3 separate regions of the Pan troglodytes genome follow, and regions 1 and 2 are each linked to region 3. Evidence: chromatin contacts called from public HiChIP or PLAC-seq data. All regions are on one chromosome and are shown on one strand. The core of a region is the stretch at or near the end of the contact, and the rest is flanking DNA. Distances in the headings are between cores, read along the strand shown. Region 1 holds the start of CYP51A1 (cytochrome P450 family 51 subfamily A member 1). Region 2 holds the start of LRRD1 (leucine rich repeats and death domain containing 1). Region 3 holds the start of GATAD1 (GATA zinc finger domain containing 1).

Region 1 (3,359 bases), core at 324-2,823, 310 kb before region 3:
AATTCTCTGGTGGTCTCAAATAGAAAGAAGCACCACAACCTCACAGTACTCCTCAGCTAATAGAACTATCTTTAAACACTAAAAGTAACTTTGTCTTCCCAGAGACAAATATCTTTTCCTTAAAGATCCCATGTGTAGGAAAAAAATAAATAAATAAATAACTCTTTCTTATGCCTGGTATGGTTCAAACAAAAATTATTTTAAAAGCTACTTGGTCAAAAGTTTGTACATTGCATTGTCAGTAAAAGGGTAGTTTTCAAAAGCTACTTATTGCTGACTGTAAAGGGCACAATCAAATAACATTTGGGAGATTGAAAGCTAGGTTAATAAGGCTGTTAAATTGAAGAAAATGATTTTTTTTTTTTTTTTGAGACGGAGTCTCATTCTGTCGCCCAGACTGGAGTCCAGTGGCGCAATCTCGGTTTACTGCAACCTCCGCCTCCTAGGTTCAAGTGATTCTCGGGCCTCAGCTTCCCAAGCAGCTGGGACTACAGGCGTGCGCCACCACATCCAGCTAATTTTTGTTTTGTTTTGTTGTATTTTAGTAGAGATGGGGTTTCTCCATGTTGTTCAGGCTGGTCTGGAACTCCTGACCTCAGGTGATCCGCCCGCTTCAGCCTCCCGAAGTGCTGGGATTACAGGCGTGAGCTACTGCTCCCGGCCGAGAAACTGTTACATTATTAGCATCAGAGGAAGGCCCTTACCACACTCCAGTCACTACCATTACCACACTCTACACATCCTCCTTAATATGGGTATAAACCGCCATTAGGGGCACTGTTACAGCCCACAGAACACTGAACCACACAGGGCAGCCTCCAGGATGACGGGCCAGCTGCCAACATCTCCATCAGGACCCCCACCAAGGGCCCCAACGACCACCGGGTCGTTCAAACCCACAGCCGCCAATCCAGCCACCGCCACTAGGGGCACCACTGCTGCGGTCAGTACAGACCGCTACAACCACAAATGCCGCAACCACGACCCCGTCTAGGATCAGATACACAGCCGGGGAGGCCAGCACCGCCCCCCAACACAAGGCAATGGCGGGTGCTACAGCCAGCGCCACCAGCAGCAGTGCCGCCGCCGCAGCCACTACTCCAGCCCCCAGCGCGCCTGCCACCAAAGCCACGCCAAGCATGGCCGCAGTCGCCCCCGCCCTTGCCATCCAGCCAGAGCACTGAGCCGGTCGGGGCCACGGAGCCGCCCACGCCAGCCCTTCGGCCGCCTCAGCTGCGGCGCGCGCCCCACTCAGACCCTGAAGAATGTACGTACCACCCCTGCGGGCAGCTGGACCAGGTGGCCGGCGGCGAGACGGAACAGGTAGACCAGGCTGAGGGTGAAGGCGCAGGCGATCAGCAGCATGGACAAGAGGTTGCCGCCTGTCACCTTCTCCATCGCCTGGCCCAGCACCGACCCACCCGCCTGCAGCAAGCCCAGCGGCAGCATCCCAGCCGCCGCCGCCATTCACTCCGTCGGAAACACTGAAGGCCGAGGTCGCCACCGCTCCTCCCAATCGACGGAACGAGAGAAGCTGGCAGATGGTCGTCCACAGGGGGCCTTGCCCCAGGTCTCCTACTAAACCCAGCCCCACCCCTCGGGTCCCACGCGCGCCACCCCGTACGTCACAGAATGGGGCGGGATGTTCCGCTGGCCACGCCCCTTAAATAACACTCTGTGAAGCCGTGGTCTTCTTGCGCGGGATAGGGCACCTGAGGAAGCGGGCTGCGCCTGTGGCACAGTGGTACGGGGCCGGAAGATAACTTACCTGAAGAGGCGATCAATCCCTGAGAATCGCGGGCGACCCGTTTTTTGTGTGCCCGGGTGCGGGGTGCCGGGACACGGCGTTGAAGGCGCTGAGCGGAGGGATCTCAGGGCGAGCTCGAACGGCGACGGCGCGCTCTGTGATTGCACCGCGAGCGCCTGAGGTGATCTCGGCCTACATCGCGTCAGCGGGGCCTTGGGCGTGAGCACCGCCCCCTGTCCGGACGCAGGGTACTGGGGCACCTCGAACTGTGGCACCTCACCCTGCTCCGGGGCCACGTCTTGGGGACTCCGACAGCCCCAAATAAGCCCTCGGGGACTGGAGTTGTGAAAAGCGAGGTCGTGAAGACGCCGGCCTCATACCGAAGGGTAGGACGGTGAGATCAGCCCCGTCCCACTCCAACTAAAATCAACCTGACAGGTATTAATATGCCACCATGAAGTTAACAAATGTTGGTGATTAAGTATGCTAGGTTTTACGAAAACAGATTTTCCAAAATAAATGTACATGTTTTAGGACGTCGCGAGCCGTTTGAGGCAGCATTCCCCAAGGACGCCACTTAGTCTGTAGGTTTAGCGGCTAGATTCAGAAGCTGAGTTCAGTCCTGCCGCCACAATCAAATCTTCGCTCCTATGGCTTCACAGAAGCGTCTCCCATGACTACCAAATTTAACTCCTTCCAGATCACCCACGGGAGCACCTGACCGGATTCATTTATTTAATCAATGTTAAGAACTAGGTTTTGTGCTAAGCTAGGGGATAGAGCAGCGAATGAGACAAAACTGCAAGGCCCTGGGGGAATTAGTAGGAATATCCAGTGAAAGGGAAATTAATGAATTTTATAAGTATACTAATCAAGAAGTATATTCTTTTCCTTTGAGGTAGAATGTAATATAGCACCTCCCCTACCCAAGGCCTGGGTTAAGAGTATATTAACTGCTTATTTCTCCCCTATGCGTGGAGAGGCTTATCTGTGTTCCATCGTTTCACATTCCTTGAGGCACAGCGAGTTCTTGCTTCCCTCCCTAGCGCTGCTGTAAAGTCACAAAACTGATTAGCAAGTGTTACAAAAGCATGTATTCCCAAGGACGTAAGACATATGGTGTAACAAATGTAAGAGTAATTTACGGCCTTTGTTCTTGCTTCTGCAAGTACACTTCGTGCAACACGTAACTCCCAACACAAACTGCTTAAAAGGTGATTGATCCCTTTGTTCGGGGCTCAGACTTTCTGGACCCTAGTCCGACTGAGCCGGTGATCACCTTAATAATAAAGGCTCTCCTGAACCCTGCTCCGTCTCTCCCGTCTATGATTTGTCCCGCAACACCAGTTGCCTGCGGAACACCTCTACCTAGAGAGCTAACACTCATCCCCGGTCAGTAAATCCAAAACTAAACCCGTCGCCTCCTCCTACCAACCTGTCCCTCCTATAATGCCTGTGAAGAAAAGGCATCACTGTGCACACTGTTCCCCTCTCCATGCTTCATCTAATCAGTCATCAGATCCTATAATTCTACCACCTTAAAAGTTTCACCGTTTCTTCCGTCCAGTCGCGGTGGCTCACGCCTGTAATCCCTGCACTTTGGGAGGCCGAG
Region 2 (3,292 bases), core at 611-3,110, 270 kb before region 3:
CTGGGAAGCCTATTCTAATTAGCTATTTGTTGAGGCATTTTACATATTTTGGGATAATGCATTCCCTGAAGGTTCAGTAAAATTTATTTTGTGCTCTCTTTAATGGTTAGTGGTTTGTTCAGATTTTCTTCTTCTTCTTTAGAACATATGGGGATATAATTGCCTTCCCTGGCTTCATATTTCCTTGTGGAGGAAATTCTACACATAATGCCCCTGACCTGGAGCTTTATTGCTACAACTTCTCCTCTGTGGAGAAGACAGGCAGATGAATCATGAGCTCAGCTCCTTCTGGGCTCTCTCTTTCAAGGCTGTCTGCTTGCAAGATTTATGTTCTAGTCAGCTGTCTTCCATAGAATAAGGGGACTGTATACTTGTGTGGGGAGGCCAAGGTTGTGTGTGATGACAGACTAATTATGCCAAATTCCTGAGCAAATTATTGCAGTCTACTTAGCTGCAGATCAACACCATTTTCTCTAAACTATTTTATCAGTAACAAAGATGATATTTTGACCTACATCTGCCTGACTATATTTGATGATACAGAACTTGGGAGGGGAAGAAAGGGTGTTATTCTTTAAACAGCACAGATATGCAATGAAATTTCCATTAACCCAGAATATACATAGTGGTTAACATGCAGTGATTTGAAATAAAATATTATTTGAAAAGCTATTTTTATAGCTGCAAAATATTGCATTGAAGAGGCTGCCACCAATTATTTGTTTCCATATGAGCATTTTAAAGGCTGATACACAACATTTTAAAAATGTATATGCACCTCGGGAGGCCCAGGCGTGCAGATCACGAGATCAGGAGATCGAGACCATCCTGGCTAACACGGTGAAACCCCGTCTGTACTAAAAATACAAAAAATTAGCCAGGCGTAGTGGCGGGCGCCTGTAGTCCCAGCTACTCGGGAGGCTGCGGCAGGAGAATCGCTTGAACCCGGGCGGTGGAGGTTGCGGTGAGCCGAGATCACGCCATTGCACTCCAGCCTGGGCAACAAGAGCAAAACTCTGTCTCAAAAAACAAACAAAAAACTGTATGAAAAAGTCTCTCATTATTTTCACAAGCACTAAGAATCTCACTTAAAAACATGGCTGGGCGCGGTGGTTCACGCCTGTAATCCCACCACTTTGAGGGGGCGAGGCAGGCAGATCACTTGAGGTCAGGAGTTCGAGACCAGCCTGGCCAACAGGGTGAAACCCCGTCTCCCAATTACTCGGGAGGCTGAGACAGGAGAATTACTTGAACCCAGGAGGCAGAGGTTGCAATGAGCCGAGATTGCACCACTGCACTCCAGCCTGGGCAACAAGCGCGAAACTCTCGCAAAAAATACATACATACATACATAGAAATATTGCCAATTTGATAGGCAAAAATATATGCAAATTATGTTTTAACAAATATTAATAAAGTTGAACAATGGCCCAATGTAATTTGTTACCTATCTGAAAGACATGCACATTCAGGGAGTTACAGTACTTTTTCATGTCTTGCAGCATCAACAAATTGTTTTCTAAATGTAGAAAAAGAGACATTCAGTACAGGCTAACGTAACGTGGGACAGCATGCAAAGCCATGAGAAGTGGGAAAATGAGAGAGAATCTGGGCGTGGCTTACAGGGCCGCTGAAGTAAGACACACCCTTCGCTTCACCTGTGGCCTCCCGCGGCGGCTGCGGCTCCTTCGCAGGACCGGTAGGGGGCGCGCGCGGTTGAGTCCAGCAATTGCGAGGACCTCCGCAGCCGCAGCCCAGCACTGACGCCTCTCCGGGTCGTGGCTCCTCCTTCCCAGGCCGAAAGCGGCCGGGCCCTCTGCTCCGCTGCGCCCTGGCTCGGCCGCACCCACTGCGCGTTTGTGAGCTGGCCATCGGTCACACTGGGATACTCGAGGAGGAGGCCTGGGGCCTGCATTCAATTCCCTAAGAGGGACCCGCGCTGGCCGCTGCAGGCGGGTGGAGAACGGGCGTCTGAGTCTTTGACTTTCGTACCGGAATCTCCCCGGGAGATTTTACAAGCCCCTCCGAATGTTCTGATTGAATTGGTCTGGGGGGGTCGGTCCGGGCATCTAACGAGCAGCCGGGATGGAGAATTACTAGTCTGGATTCTGGTCCTCAGAGGTTCACTCACGTTAATCAACCCGAGTCCATCTTGGTGGGATTGTCTTGCTCCGAGGCCCTCCCACTGAGCTTTATTTTCCTGCCTGATTTCGGGGTCCGCTAACAGGATGAACAGCGGACCATACAGGCACGGTGAAAATGACACTTGGTGACGTGGAAGACCCAGCTTGCCACGGTTGAGGCAGACCTCCTCAGGGTCTTTTGTCTTAGTTATCCCCGAGCTATTCTTCAGGAACCGACAGGCTCCCCCACCCCAACACCGGATGAAGGCCAGCAACTGGAGGCCAGGAATAATCAAGCACGCTCTCATTTCAAAGAGGTGACGATTGTGCCCGTGTTTAAAAGGGTTGCCTGAGACCATGAGGATTTGGAGTTTTGGAGGCGGATCTGCCTTTGGGGAGTGAGCGTAGGGCCCTAAGATGTGGTTGTGTTTTGAGACAGTTCCCAGGGTGATGTGTCCCATCATCCAAACGTTGCAGGATAAGTCAAAGTTACAGAAAGACTCTAGTTTACTTCCAGCCTAACATTACCAAAATACGGTATTTGTCAGAAAACATGTAGTATTTGTATAATTTGAGAATGTAATTGAAGAACTCGATATAGAGCTTTTAGAAAGGGGAAATAGAAAACTTAAAAAGAATCTTGCTTGGTATATTAATACCAACATCTAAAATATAATAAAATTGAATAAACCAGTGAGTTTTATACTATGATTGAAATAAAATGCCACTATGTTCTTAAGAGTGTTAGTTTAACAGGAAATCTCCAATGCATTATTATCCAGACTCATCTCAAAGGTTCACTTTTCATTTGCATGGGCCCTTGCTATTTGTAGGGTGGGAGGCTGCACCTCGTTCTGGTGGCTGCCACCTTGATGAGGAGACACTCCTTGTTAACAGGATGGTTAGCCCACGGCTTTTCCCAGCCCCCTTTTCCACACCCAGTAAATTGTTTTAGTTTATGGCCCTCAGCTGCAGTTGCAATCATCATCAAATTCCAATTTTGAATTTAAAGGTGAATAATGAATGCAATGAACTTTCTAGAATTTATGAAGGGCAGCGATGTTCCTTTTTATCTAATAATTCTACATGTGTAGCCTTTCAGTATGCTATTCTGTGGACTGAATTTACAAATTGTCATTTGTTTAATGAACTGTTAATATAACATGATG
Region 3 (3,426 bases), core at 559-3,058:
GGGGCTTGGGCTAAGGCTGGCAAATTGTGGGAAAGTGACGAAGAACCGTATGTAGAAAGTTAATGGAAAATATGGGTTACAAATTTTTGTAAGGTTTTGTTTGTAGATTCTTCTCAGTGGCAACTCTGCCTCTGGCAATAATATTCTCCTCTTCCTGGTACAGAAAGGGCACCTTTCACAAGGGAACTTTTATGTTCCGCTTCAAACAGAAAGAGGGTGGTCAGACAGCCTTCCCTGCATCTGTTTTTGCTCCATTGCCTCTGGCTCAGAAGAATCAGTATGCCAAAGTGGCATATTTTAGGATGGCAGGCTCTAAACACCTTCAGCATTGTTCTAAAATGAGACAACACTCTTTACCTAGTCTCCTCAGCCACTTTTACAGTTGGCCCTAATCCCCATAACAGTCCTGGAAACTTATTTTTACTGTTAAGGAAACTGAGATTTAGAGGGGAGGTGACTGAGCCACAACCCACACCCCAGAGGGCTGTTCCAAAGCCCTCCTCGAAATTGGTGCCAAGGGCAGCAGCTATAATGACAGCCAGTCCACATAGAAGTGCCTCCGTTGATCACCAATTAACAGTAAAATCTGATAATATCTCATTCCAAGGTTGTTATAAGCACTAAATGTGGTTTTGTGACATAATAGGCGTTTGTTTCTCCCCACTGCTTCCCACCACAATATATTCATCAAGACCTTTCCAAGGATACTAAGTCTAGGAAACCCAGGATCATGAAGAGAGGGCATGTTCTTCCAAGTGAGGCTGAGGAGAGACTTGTCTGGCGAGGCCTGTACTGACTAGTGACATTAAAAGAGGCGATCTGACTTCTCATACTGCTCTTGTCCCAGGCCTGCTGTTTGTCAACTGCTGGGTCCTCAGAGCCAAAACTGTTTTCCAACAATTTTGAATTGAATAACAGCCAGCTATTCGATTTTCTCCGCATTCTCTAATCTGTATACTTTTCAGAGTCCACAGGACTTGCAACGATATTATCCAAAGGCTGAAGAATGTGCGCTTGACATCTTAGGCTGTAAAATGTCTCAATTTCAATTTCTAATACATAGATGTCAGTGGATGGCATTTTCTGAACCCTTTGTCGATGTCCGTAAATGGCATGCTCTGAATTCAACTAAACAAAAGTACAGACATGGGGGAGGTGTAGGGCGATGTCCAAATTATAATTTTTAAGAGTGTAAAGGATTCCTAAGTAAGATTGCCAGATTTTTTTTTTTTTTTTTTTTGAGACGGAGTCTCACTCTATCCCCCAGGCTGGAGTGCAATGGCGCGATCTTGGCTCACTGCAGCCTCCATCTCCCGCGCTCAAGAGATTCTTCTGCTGCAGCCTCCAGGGTAGCTGGGATTACCCCAGAGCCCGCCACTGAGCCCGGCTAATTTTTGTATTTTTAGTAGAGAAGGGGTTTCACCACGTTGGCCAGGCTGATCTCGAACTCCTGAGCTCAAGTAATCCGCCGGCCTTGGTCTCCCAAACTGCTGGGATTGCAGGCGTGAGCCACCACGCCAGACCTGGATTGCCAGATTTAGCACATAAAAATACAGGACCCCCAGTTAAACGCCTCTCGGATAAACCATTATTGCATGGGATACACTCACGCTAAAAAAATTGTTCGTCGTTTACCTGAAAGTCACATTTAATTGGGCGTCCTGTATTTTACCCGGCAAATTCTAGGCCTGAGACCAAAAAGTTTGAGAACCCTGCCCCTAGGCGACAGCAAGCGGAACTGCAGCAAGCTCCCAGTAATTCCGGGTGCTGCACTTCCGGTCAGGCGGTCGGGCGCGGGGCCCTGGGGCCAGCTCACCGCCGGAAGTCTCCGCGTCCCCCCGCCCGGCCAGATCCCTTTCCCAGTCCTGCTTCCCAGTGCCTCGGGCCAGGGAATCCTGGCCTCCGCCAGCGGAGCCGGCGGAACCTGCTTCCCGCCTCCACGGGGCAGCGCCAGCGGCCTGGTCCTTTCACCGGCAGCTCGGTGCCGACGCCCTCACCGCTCTTCCTATCGCCGGGAGTGGCGGGCCGACCAGGGGGCGGCCGGGCTACCGTCCGCCATTCCCGTGTCTCTGCGCCCGCGGGGGCCGCCCGAGCCGGCCACCATGCCGCTGGGCCTGAAGCCCACCTGCAGCGTATGCAAGACCACGTCGTCCTCCATGTGGAAGAAGGGAGCGCAGGGGGAGATCCTCTGCCATCATTGCACTGGCCGGGGCGGCGCGGGCAGCGGGGGCGCAGGCTCGGGGGCGGCTGGAGGGACTGGGGGCAGCGGCGGCGGCGGCTTCGGCGCGGCGACCTTCGCCAGCACCTCCGCCACCCCTCCGCAGAGCAACGGGGGCGGGGGCGGCAAGCAGGTGAGCTCCTCCGGCCCCTCCCGCCGGCGGAGGCCGACCAGGTGCTAGGCGGGCGGGGACGGGCTGGCTGGGAGCGGGCGGGCGCGGGCTTCCCGGATCGCCGTGCTCCTGCTGGCTGGAACGCCCCTCCCCACCTCCTACTGAGATCTTTCGTTTGGCCCATTCCCAAGCACCTGTTATTGTAAGAAATTCAAAGCAATAAGAACCAAGATGTAAAGCCCTTAAGAAAATCTCAATATACACATGTCTACACAGTCGTTTACAGTGTCATGCCACAAATGCAGGCGCTGGACCTCATTCCTTGTTAAAGGTTTTGTCATATCAGGTTATGAAGTAAGATTATTATGTCATTATTGTAAATGGCAGCTTAAGTATTCCGTTGCAGGGGGCGCCATAACCTACTACGTTCTCTGGCCTTAGGGAGTAAAGTTGTTAAGTGTTTTTCTCTATTGTAGACACAACAAATGAATAGTGTTTGTCTTGGTCAAGACTGACTCCTACTCCCGCCTCCTGCCCTATTACAAGCAGCTCACACCTTTTGGAGGCTCTGGAGACGCCTGTCCAGCGAGCTCCGAGATTCCGGGTGCTAAACTTCCGGTTTTACTTAGCCTAGTTGCTGTAATTACTTCTCTTGAAAAGCAAAAGCGCAATCTTAATTGTTAAATGCTCTTATAAAGTACATACTCTGGGATCCTTGTAAGATGATTGTATTGCAACCTTTATGCACTTTTTACTTCTTTCTCTTTTTGTTCTTTAATTTGTTTGTGTAACAGAGTAAGCAGGAAATTCACAGGAGGTCTGCTCGGCTCAGAAACACTAAATACAAATCTGCTCCGGCTGCTGAAAAGAAAGTCTCCACCAAAGGAAAAGGGAGAAGACATATATTTAAATTGAAAAATGTAAGATATTTGTGGACAGTGCCTTTTACTGTAATGACGTTGTGTGTATCCTGCCACTGCCTTCATTTCTCACCATTGAACTTGGACTCTGCCCTTGGTAGCCCTTCCTTAGTATTCTGGGGAATGGTCCACATTCCCCAAAACGGAATGAGCTCTGTTGCAGGAGGCTCACTGTT

Evidence for each region. HiChIP or PLAC-seq counts read pairs in DNA pulled down with a chosen protein or histone mark.
Region 1: a contact with region 3 is called in an H3K4me3 HiChIP or PLAC-seq map of stem cell-derived excitatory neurons, with 3 times the contacts expected there. The contact joins the promoter of CYP51A1 here to the promoter of GATAD1 in region 3. A contact is called at or near these places in 2 of 7 Hi-C or Micro-C datasets (induced pluripotent stem cells and stem cell-derived neural progenitor cells) and 1 of 1 datasets of contacts at active chromatin or transcription factors (stem cell-derived excitatory neurons).
Region 2: an H3K4me3 HiChIP or PLAC-seq map of stem cell-derived excitatory neurons shows a contact between it and region 3, with 3 times the contacts expected there. The contact joins the promoter of LRRD1 here to the promoter of GATAD1 in region 3. A contact is called at or near these places in 1 of 7 Hi-C or Micro-C datasets (blood) and 1 of 1 datasets of contacts at active chromatin or transcription factors (stem cell-derived excitatory neurons).

What each region holds. Positions count from the first base shown.
Region 1 is chr6:101,508,799-101,512,157 of NHGRI_mPanTro3-v2.0_pri, forward strand. CYP51A1 (cytochrome P450 family 51 subfamily A member 1) reads right to left here and starts at 1,574. Exons shown (of 10, transcript NM_001280333.1): 1 at 1,276-1,574. The coding sequence starts at 1,467. ANKIB1 (ankyrin repeat and IBR domain containing 1) reads left to right here and starts at 1,680. Exons shown (of 22, transcript XM_054655962.2): 1 at 1,680-2,185.
Region 2 is chr6:101,553,515-101,556,806 of NHGRI_mPanTro3-v2.0_pri, forward strand. LRRD1 (leucine rich repeats and death domain containing 1) reads right to left here and starts at 1,861. Exons shown (of 6, transcript XM_016945133.3): 1 at 1,659-1,861. All of the region lies in intron 3 of ANKIB1 (ankyrin repeat and IBR domain containing 1), which reads left to right.
Region 3 is chr6:101,821,769-101,825,194 of NHGRI_mPanTro3-v2.0_pri, forward strand. It overlaps GATAD1 (GATA zinc finger domain containing 1), which reads left to right and starts at 1,809. Exons shown (of 5, transcript XM_001166816.7): 1 at 1,809-2,351; 2 at 3,125-3,250. The coding sequence starts at 2,103.